Linked DNA regions of Zea mays: region 2 is linked to region 1. The links are chromatin contacts, called in public Hi-C maps. All regions are on one chromosome and are shown on one strand. Each heading gives the region's core, a stretch centred on a gene start, on an enhancer-like site or on the middle of the called end of the contact. The rest is flanking DNA. Distances are from core to core; before and after follow the strand shown.

Evidence for each region. A called contact is a pair of places that touch in the nucleus more often than the background predicts.
Region 2: a contact with region 1 is called in a Hi-C map of leaf, with 5 times the contacts expected there. The contact joins the enhancer-like site here to the promoter of LOC100274341 in region 1. A contact is called at or near these places in 4 of 25 Hi-C or Micro-C datasets (ear, endosperm, leaf and 1 more).

Annotation. Positions count from the first base shown.
Region 1 is chr4:100,358,502-100,362,948 of Zm-B73-REFERENCE-NAM-5.0, reverse strand. LOC100274341 (Acetolactate synthase 2, chloroplastic) reads left to right here and starts at 2,001. Exons shown (of 1, transcript NM_001148702.2): 1 at 2,001-4,189. The coding sequence starts at 2,053. The coding sequence ends at 3,969.
Region 2 is chr4:100,513,472-100,517,918 of Zm-B73-REFERENCE-NAM-5.0, reverse strand. It overlaps the pseudogene LOC103653574. Among protein-coding and RNA genes, the nearest start is that of LOC103655445, 65 kb to the left of the region's middle. Within about 2 kb of position 2,313, at least 16 of the 20 cell types and tissues checked have an H3K27ac peak or open chromatin away from gene starts, as enhancers often do. A contact at or near this core is called in endosperm, leaf and tassel, where this site is marked.

The sequences.
Region 1 (4,447 bases), core at 752-3,251:
TGATTTCACTAGCTCTTGTATTGAATGGGATGTCTGAAAAACTTAGATGCTTGGAGTGGTAGTGGTTGGGGGTATTTATAGCCCCAACCACCAAACCAACCGTTGGGGAGGCTGTCTGTCGATAGGTGCACCGGACAGTTCGGTGCGCCACCGGACACTATCCGGTGCGCCAGCCACGTCACCCAACTGTTAGGGTTCTGACGGTTTCGACCGTTGGAGCTCTGACATCTTGGGGCACTGAACATGCAATGTTCACTGTCCGGTGCGCCTTCTGACGCCTTCTGTGACTTCTGCGCGCACTGTTTACGCACTGTTCACACTTTTGCAGACGACCGTTGCGCTGTTAGCCGTTGCTCCGCTTGGTGCACCGGATAGTCCGGTGAATTATAGCAGAGCGGCTCTTCCAGAAACCCGAAGGTGGCAAGTTTGAAGTCGTGCGGCCCTGGGCACCGGACAGTCTGGTGCGCCAGACTAGGGTTCTCTTCGGTTTCTTTTGCTACTTTCTTTTGAACCCTAACTTGGATCTTTTTATTGGTTTGTGTTGAACCTTTAGCACCTGTAGAATATATAATCTAGAGCAAACTACTTAGTCCATTTATTTGTGTTGGGCATTTCAACCACCAAAAACATTTAGGAAAAGGTTTGACCCTATTTTCCTTTCAGTTACCAATTGTTTTCAAGCACATTTTAGGTATTTCGAAGCAGCTATGAAATCATCCTTTGTTTGTAATCTTCGTCCGAAGGAGTGCATGTACAAGAACAAAGCTGAAGAGCTTCAACTTCATAACTACGACATGCAACAGAAAACATACGAAGGTAGAGAAGAAGGTTTAGAATCCTAGCCAACACGTTTACAAGGGAGAAAGACGATGTTATCCCTACAAGATTTATAATTCATATGTATAGGAACTGAGGGTATATTTGTATTTGTAATTGTATATGAAGATGAGAATCACTCCACCTTTGAAGTTGCGATATCTTATTTTAGTACCGCTGCTTCTACCTACGAAGGTACTTCTGTAATAGATTGTGATCGAGGAGAAGCAGTATGCCCTTTGAAGAATTGTGTTTGACTCAAGTCTTTTATTCTTAGGATCATCTTTTAATCTATCCTTTGGATGGATAAAATAAAGGAATGAAGGTTTTTCATCATTATTTGTGTTACTCTGTTTTAGTTCATTCTTAGATATCAGATGAGGTGACTAATAGGGTTACCTCTTGGACACGGTCCTAGCTAGCTAATTTTACTAGTAACTTTTTATCTAGCTAACTATTAGTTATAACACATTTAGATAGAGCCTTAGATCATATTTAACAGCTCCGAATTTATTAGCTCTTAATATCTTTACATTTGGACCTATCTAACAATATTTCAGATCTAAAAGACCATTCTCTAACACCTAGTAAGTGAAGATCTCCCAAAAAAAACTTGCATGGCGCCTACCGCATCCTCGTGCATTTGGACTTATGACTTGCATGGCCTAGAGTTTTAGGGCGCGAGAAAGAAATCCAGATAGGGTTGTGGTGGCTCGTCCCTAAATATATACCTTGAAGGTCAGCTTTTAGGACACCGAATAAATTGAGAGAACGGATCAGAAGCGGTTGGTCTTAATTTTTTCACCTTTATCCCTAATTATTGTTTTGAAATATGATTTAGGAGCTGCTGGAGATGATCTAGAGAAACTAAACTACTAATAAAAATTATTTTTAGCATATTTTAGTACTGTTGTTTATATTTTTAAATGATAAAGTTTAACTAAAAGTGCACCGCTAAACCACCGTAAATCCAAAGAGACCGTAAATCTCTTCCACGCACTCTGTCGTGTACCAACGTGCAGTGGAAACGCTCACGTACCTTTGTGTATTATGTACGGATTCGGGCAACGGACATTTCGACGTCGGTTTGCGAGTCCCATTCCCATCTGAACCACACATCTCTGAACAAAAGTAGGGGAGGCGCCCCGCGTAGCCCCCTTTCCCACAATCCCACTCCGTGCCAGGTGCCACCCTCCCCAAGCCCTCGCGCCGCCTCCGAGACAGCCGCCCGCAACCATGGCCACCGCCGCCACCGCGGCCGCCGCGCTCACCGGCGCCACTACCGCTACGCCCAAGTCGAGGCGCCGAGCCCACCACTTGGCCACCCGGCGCGCCCTCGCCGCGCCCATCAGGTGCTCAGCGTTGTCACGCGCCACGCCGACGGCTCCCCCGGCCACTCCGCTACGTCCGTGGGGCCCCAACGAGCCCCGCAAGGGCTCCGACATCCTCGTCGAGGCTCTCGAGCGCTGTGGCGTCCGTGACGTCTTCGCCTACCCCGGCGGCGCATCCATGGAGATCCACCAGGCACTCACCCGCTCCCCCGTCATCGCCAACCACCTCTTCCGCCACGAACAAGGGGAGGCCTTCGCCGCCTCCGGCTACGCGCGCTCCTCGGGCCGCGTTGGCGTCTGCATCGCCACCTCCGGCCCCGGCGCCACCAACCTAGTCTCTGCGCTCGCAGACGCGTTGCTCGACTCCGTCCCCATTGTCGCCATCACGGGACAGGTGCCGCGACGCATGATTGGCACCGACGCCTTTCAGGAGACGCCCATCGTCGAGGTCACCCGCTCCATCACCAAGCACAACTACCTGGTCCTCGACGTCGACGACATCCCCCGCGTCGTGCAGGAGGCCTTCTTCCTCGCATCCTCTGGTCGCCCGGGGCCGGTGCTTGTTGACATCCCCAAGGACATCCAGCAGCAGATGGCGGTGCCGGCCTGGGACACGCCCATGAGTCTGCCTGGGTACATCGCGCGCCTTCCCAAGCCTCCCGCGACTGAATTTCTTGAGCAGGTGCTGCGTCTTGTTGGTGAATCACGGCGCCCTGTTCTTTATGTTGGCGGTGGCTGTGCAGCATCAGGTGAGGAGTTGTGCCGCTTTGTGGAGTTGACTGGAATCCCAGTCACAACTACTCTTATGGGCCTTGGCAACTTCCCCAGCGACGACCCACTGTCACTGCGCATGCTTGGTATGCATGGCACAGTGTATGCAAATTATGCAGTGGATAAGGCCGATCTGTTGCTTGCATTTGGTGTGCGGTTTGATGATCGTGTGACAGGGAAAATTGAGGCTTTTGCAGGCAGAGCTAAGATTGTGCACATTGATATTGATCCTGCTGAGATTGGCAAGAACAAGCAGCCACATGTGTCCATCTGTGCAGATGTTAAGCTTGCTTTGCAGGGCATGAATACTCTTCTGGAAGGAAGCACATCAAAGAAGAGCTTTGACTTCGGCTCATGGCATGATGAATTGGATCAGCAAAAGCGGGAGTTTCCCCTTGGGTATAAAATCTTCAATGAGGAAATCCAGCCACAATATGCTATTCAGGTTCTTGATGAGTTGACGAAGGGGAAGGCCATCATTGCCACAGGTGTTGGGCAGCACCAGATGTGGGCGGCACAGTATTACACTTACAAGCGGCCAAGGCAGTGGCTGTCTTCAGCTGGTCTTGGGGCTATGGGATTTGGTTTGCCGGCTGCTGCTGGTGCTGCTGTGGCCAACCCAGGTGTCACTGTTGTTGACATCGACGGAGATGGTAGCTTCCTCATGAACATTCAGGAGCTAGCTATGATCCGTATTGAGAACCTCCCAGTCAAGGTCTTTGTGCTAAACAACCAGCACCTCGGGATGGTGGTGCAGTGGGAGGACAGGTTCTATAAGGCCAATAGAGCACACACATTCTTGGGAAACCCAGAGAACGAAAGTGAGATATATCCAGATTTTGTGGCAATTGCCAAAGGGTTCAACATTCCAGCAGTCCGTGTGACAAAGAAGAGCGAAGTCCATGCAGCAATCAAGAAGATGCTTGAGGCTCCAGGGCCGTACCTCTTGGATATAATCGTCCCGCACCAGGAGCATGTGTTGCCTATGATCCCTAGTGGTGGGGCTTTCAAGGATATGATCCTGGATGGTGATGGCAGGACTGTGTATTGATCTAAAGTTCAGCAAGCACTGCCTACCTGCCTATCTTTGACATGCATGAGCTAGTACAAGTGTGATATGTTTTTATCAATGTGATGGTACTCTGTTATGGTAATCTTAAGTAGCATCCAACCCTGTGTGTAGTATGTTGTTTTCGTGTTGGCATATGTTTCAGAAGCCATCATGTAAGTGCCTTTTACTACATATAAATAAGGTAATAAGCATTGTTATGCACCGGTTCTGAATTGGTCTTCTTTTGCCAAATATAGGTCCTGTTTGATACCTATAGCTCTAGAAAATTTGGTGTGGTTGGTGGAGCAGGCCATTAGGTGTTCCATAAAATAGTGGAGTTGTAAGACTTTAGAAGACATTTAGATAAATTATTTTATTTATTATTTATATTAAAAATATTTTTAAGGGCTGGTTTGGCAGCCCAAAATCCCACCAGTTTTCCGGCCTTTTCTCTGGGGATAAAGCCCACCTGGATATT
Region 2 (4,447 bases), core at 1,064-3,563, 150 kb before region 1:
AGAAGAGAGAAGCATATTCAAAACAATATTAAGGCTAATGGCATTCTCTCTGACAATCCAACCAATAAATGCAAGAAATGCATTTCAAAAGATGCAGATACCGAGATCCCTGTGACTGATGTAATGAATCCAGAACAGATGCGTGTACCTATGTCCATTGATGTCCCTGACCCAGATTTCCATGATTTTGATAAAGATCGAACAGAAAGAGCCTTTGGCAATGACCAGATCTGGGCTACATATGATAGTGAAGATGGTATGCCTCGCCTATATGCAATGGTACAGAAAGCTATTTCAATGAAACCTTTCAGGATACGAATGAGCTTCCTCAATTCTAAGTCCAACAATGAACTGGCACCAATAAATTGGATCGCATCAGGTTTTACGAAGACATGTGGTGATTTTAGGATTGGAAGATACCAGATTACTGAAACAGTCAACATCTTTTCCCACAGAGTTTGCTGGAGTAAAGGTCCTCGGGGAATTATCAGGATTATTCCCCAAAAAGGCGATACATGGGCTGTGTACCGGAACTGGTCTCCTGATTGGAATGAACTTACACCAGATGATGTGATATATAAATATGAGATAGTAGAAGTGATCGATGATTTCACTGAAGAGCAAGGTGTGACTGTTGTCCCATTGTTGAAGGTAGCTGGTTTCAGGGCAGTTTTCCACAGGCTCACGGGCTCCAGTGTGGTCAGAAGAATACCGAAGGAAGAGCTTTTCCGCTTCTCTCATCGGGTTCCTTCTTGCCTGCTCACTGGTGAGGAAAGAAATAATGCTCCAAAAGGTTGCCATGAGCTGGACCCTGCTGCAACTCCAGTTGACCTTCTCAAGATTATTACAGATGTTAAGGATGACACCACACGTTGAGGCTCCAAGTAGAAACTCTACTTGTCTGTCCTACAGACTTGCAACTGCGAGCTAGCATGGCTGAAGTCTCAATATGTGCTTCACTCACTCCTCAGCATCATTTGGCTCACTTGCCTTAATCTATCATTGAACTTCTGGATGACGATGAGGACTTAATTAGGCATTTATAACATTTAATTTTATTGTGATATCGATATTGTATAGAGATAAGGGTTATTGACAGGCTGCATATTGTGCTGAGACCAGTTCTCCAAAGGCAACGTATCTTATGCATATGGGTATGGCTGTGCACGTATGCACATCTTTAATCCCATCCCTTCAATCAAGATCCAGTGGCTACTGTCGTTTTAACATTTTAACCCTCCTGTGGCTTCCTCTGTGATAAGAATCCTTTTTTGCAAAGCCCCCTTTCTCCATCCCTTCCTCCAAACAGCTGCACGAGACTTCTGGAACCCGACAGCTGACATGGTCCTTGCACCGCACCCAGTCAACGCCTCCGTTCTTGCCGACTTCCGCCAAAGAACTCGCTGAATGTCGGTTCCCCACCGATGTCGCCATTGTCTAGAGGTCCAGACTGGCGCAGCACCTCGGCCAGCTGCCCAGCTTCAGTTTCTGTAACCTAAATTTGGATTCAAATCTGGAGTTCAAGGTCATAAGATGAATTTTGATTCAAACCTGGAGCAAGACAATTGTGTATGAATGTTGAATTGATTGAACGAGGGACAAAAAAATGGTCATCGATGTTAAACTGATTGGATATTTTTAGGTGTATTGAATTCTTCACAAGAATCAACATGATGCGAAGCTTTAACAGGACCATGAACGAGAAGGCCAGGTTGCATGTGTGCACCGGTTGCAACAAAAGCAGTGGGTTGAAAGAGAACAGAGTCTATAGCGTCCACGCTGCTGCTAGGGCCGGCTACCCATTGCGCGTCCATGGCGTTGAGAAGCTCCGTCAAACCACCACAGCTGGAGCATGCTGGTGGCAGCGCTGCCATGTTGCAGCAGTCCTTGAACGTGGTGACCAGCAGGTGGCGGCTGCGACAGCAACGACATTCGGCGAGGGCACCTGTAGACATAGACGACATGGGTGTTAGCCCTAGCATGTGACGATGACGGATGTATGCCTCGACGGCGGCGGCAACGATGTTCCGCGAGGGCACCTGCAAAGCGTCGGCGTAGGCGGTAGGCCCAATCGTGAGGCTTCTACGAGAAGACAAAAAGTCCCATGCGTGCGGCTGTTTGGGGAAGGAGAAGGGGGTTTTGCAAAAAGAATTCGTATCACACGTAAAGCAGCGGGAGGATTAAAGTGTTAAACCGACAGCAGCCATTGGATCTTGATTGAAGGGATGGGATTGAAGATGTGCATATGTGCACAGCCATACCCATGTGCATAAGATAGGTTGTCTTATCCAAATGGCAGGCCTCATGACTGGCTACCACGTAGGTGCCACTAAGACCATGTTTAAATACACTAAAGCTAATAGTTAGCTGCTAAAATTAGCTAAAGGCATCCAAACGATCTACCTAATAATTCAGTAGTTCAGGTTTTAACTGCTTTTAGCAAACTAGTTAATAGTTAGCTAGCTAATTTCACTATCAATTCTTTAGCTAACTAACTACTAGCTCTAGCGCATTTAAAGTTTATGTCAAGAGCCTAGTTTGAGACTGCTGCGAGACTTTACTCTGTACCCACACTGATTTACTTATCATGTTGTATTAATTTTCATTAATGCGTAGCATAATCATTATATAATCTCACATATCCAGTTATTTTGATTAAATATTATGACTTCTCTGCGGTGCTAATTACCCATCTACTCTTGTTCGAAGATTTATGTACATATGAGTCTTAAAAATGGTCTGTAAATGTTCAGAGGTTAGTCAGTTTCACATATTTACGGTGTAGAAGGAAACCTGTATCATTGTGAGGGAAATATGGGTGCTGTTCGGCTCAGACATTGTTAAGGGAATGGTAATGGGATCTCTTACCGGCGGTAATGGTTATTAGATATAATTGGATTGGACAGTAGTACCTACTATTACAAAAAAGAGCTCAACCAAACAAAAGTATCGGTATCCATTACCCCATGTAATATATTTACATTATATTTCGGTGAGCCAAACATCACCATGGTTCCTGCAGAGTCTGGAATAATGTGTGAATCGACTGTAGTAATACCAATCTTACCTTCATACCATGCCAAATTTAGTTTGGCGTAATGTGTAATTGCAGAACAGTAATTTCATCATTGTAGGCCAAAGAAGCATAATTGTCCCGATTCCAACTCAACCATGAGTTCCTTAGGATGAAGAGAGTACTCTAGGGAACTTTGCATTAAGATCCCACCACGAAAAATATTCTTGCAGGTAGAAGCCATCTTTCCTTAGGATAACCCCTGAGCTAGGCCTTATTGCAAAAGACAACTTCTATCCACAAGATCTAAGCAGAGCTAAGCATTTTTGTAAATCATATTTTGATACTTCATCAGAAGTATCTATAAAGGTATGGATATCAAGGTAGGCAATGCATCAAAGGTTTCCAAGCAACTCCTATAAACCTAATGCACATTTTGCTAGACTTAAAGTGTGTAAAAATCATTTAAAAACACAAGGAAAGGGGTTGCATGCACTGGGGCTTACCTGGAAGAACACTAGGTTATTGTTTGTTAGGTGACGTCCACTTGGCGACCATCTTTAGCCTTGGCATTCGTCAGATTATCCATCTTTAGGTTCGTCCATCAGCATCACTGTTCGAAGTAGGTCGTGCTTTACGACACCTTGGGTCGACTTGGCTTTGGTTCTCCGCATCACGTAGTCAACAAACGTACCTAAATGATTTGCATAATGCACATGAATGCATATAAACAAGAATAGTATGAGACTAAATATTACTACATATCCGCGAATTAAACACCTAGCAGCGAGGCGTTGCACTATTTCATACGAAAACACTAGTTATCGACATACGACTAAGCGTAATGATTACACTTCTCTAGATTAACCGAATCTAACACAAACATCACGAAACAACAAACTATACACATTTAACACGATTAGCCTAAACACAACTTATCAGTTAATTAATTAAATTCTAAACTTAGTGGTCTAAGGAATTTAAATCTATTAATAAATCTAGAGAATGTGATGTCTGATATGACAGGATATCGACTCCATACAAACAAATGAAATCTGTCATACGCAATACTAACAACACCTATCGGCTAGACGTTAGAAATACAAGATTCATTCTCTGTAATATTAATTCGACCATACATCGGATACGAAACATTAATTTAATCCTCCTCGTATAACCTACGTCTTTGAACCTAAACTTAGCTACATGGAATGATGACTTCGCAATTGTGAACACAATCACCCCGCTACATATAGCTTCAGTATTTCGACAAACCTCTAATAAAACATGTGCCCGTGCTACAAACGGGAGAAGCGTCGTGACCTACCTAGGTAGCCAATCCATCTAACGACTCGGCTAACAACAATAATACATGAGCTTACCGCATCACAGTGCGACTTGGAATTAACAAAAACGACGACGTTCACTGTTTCC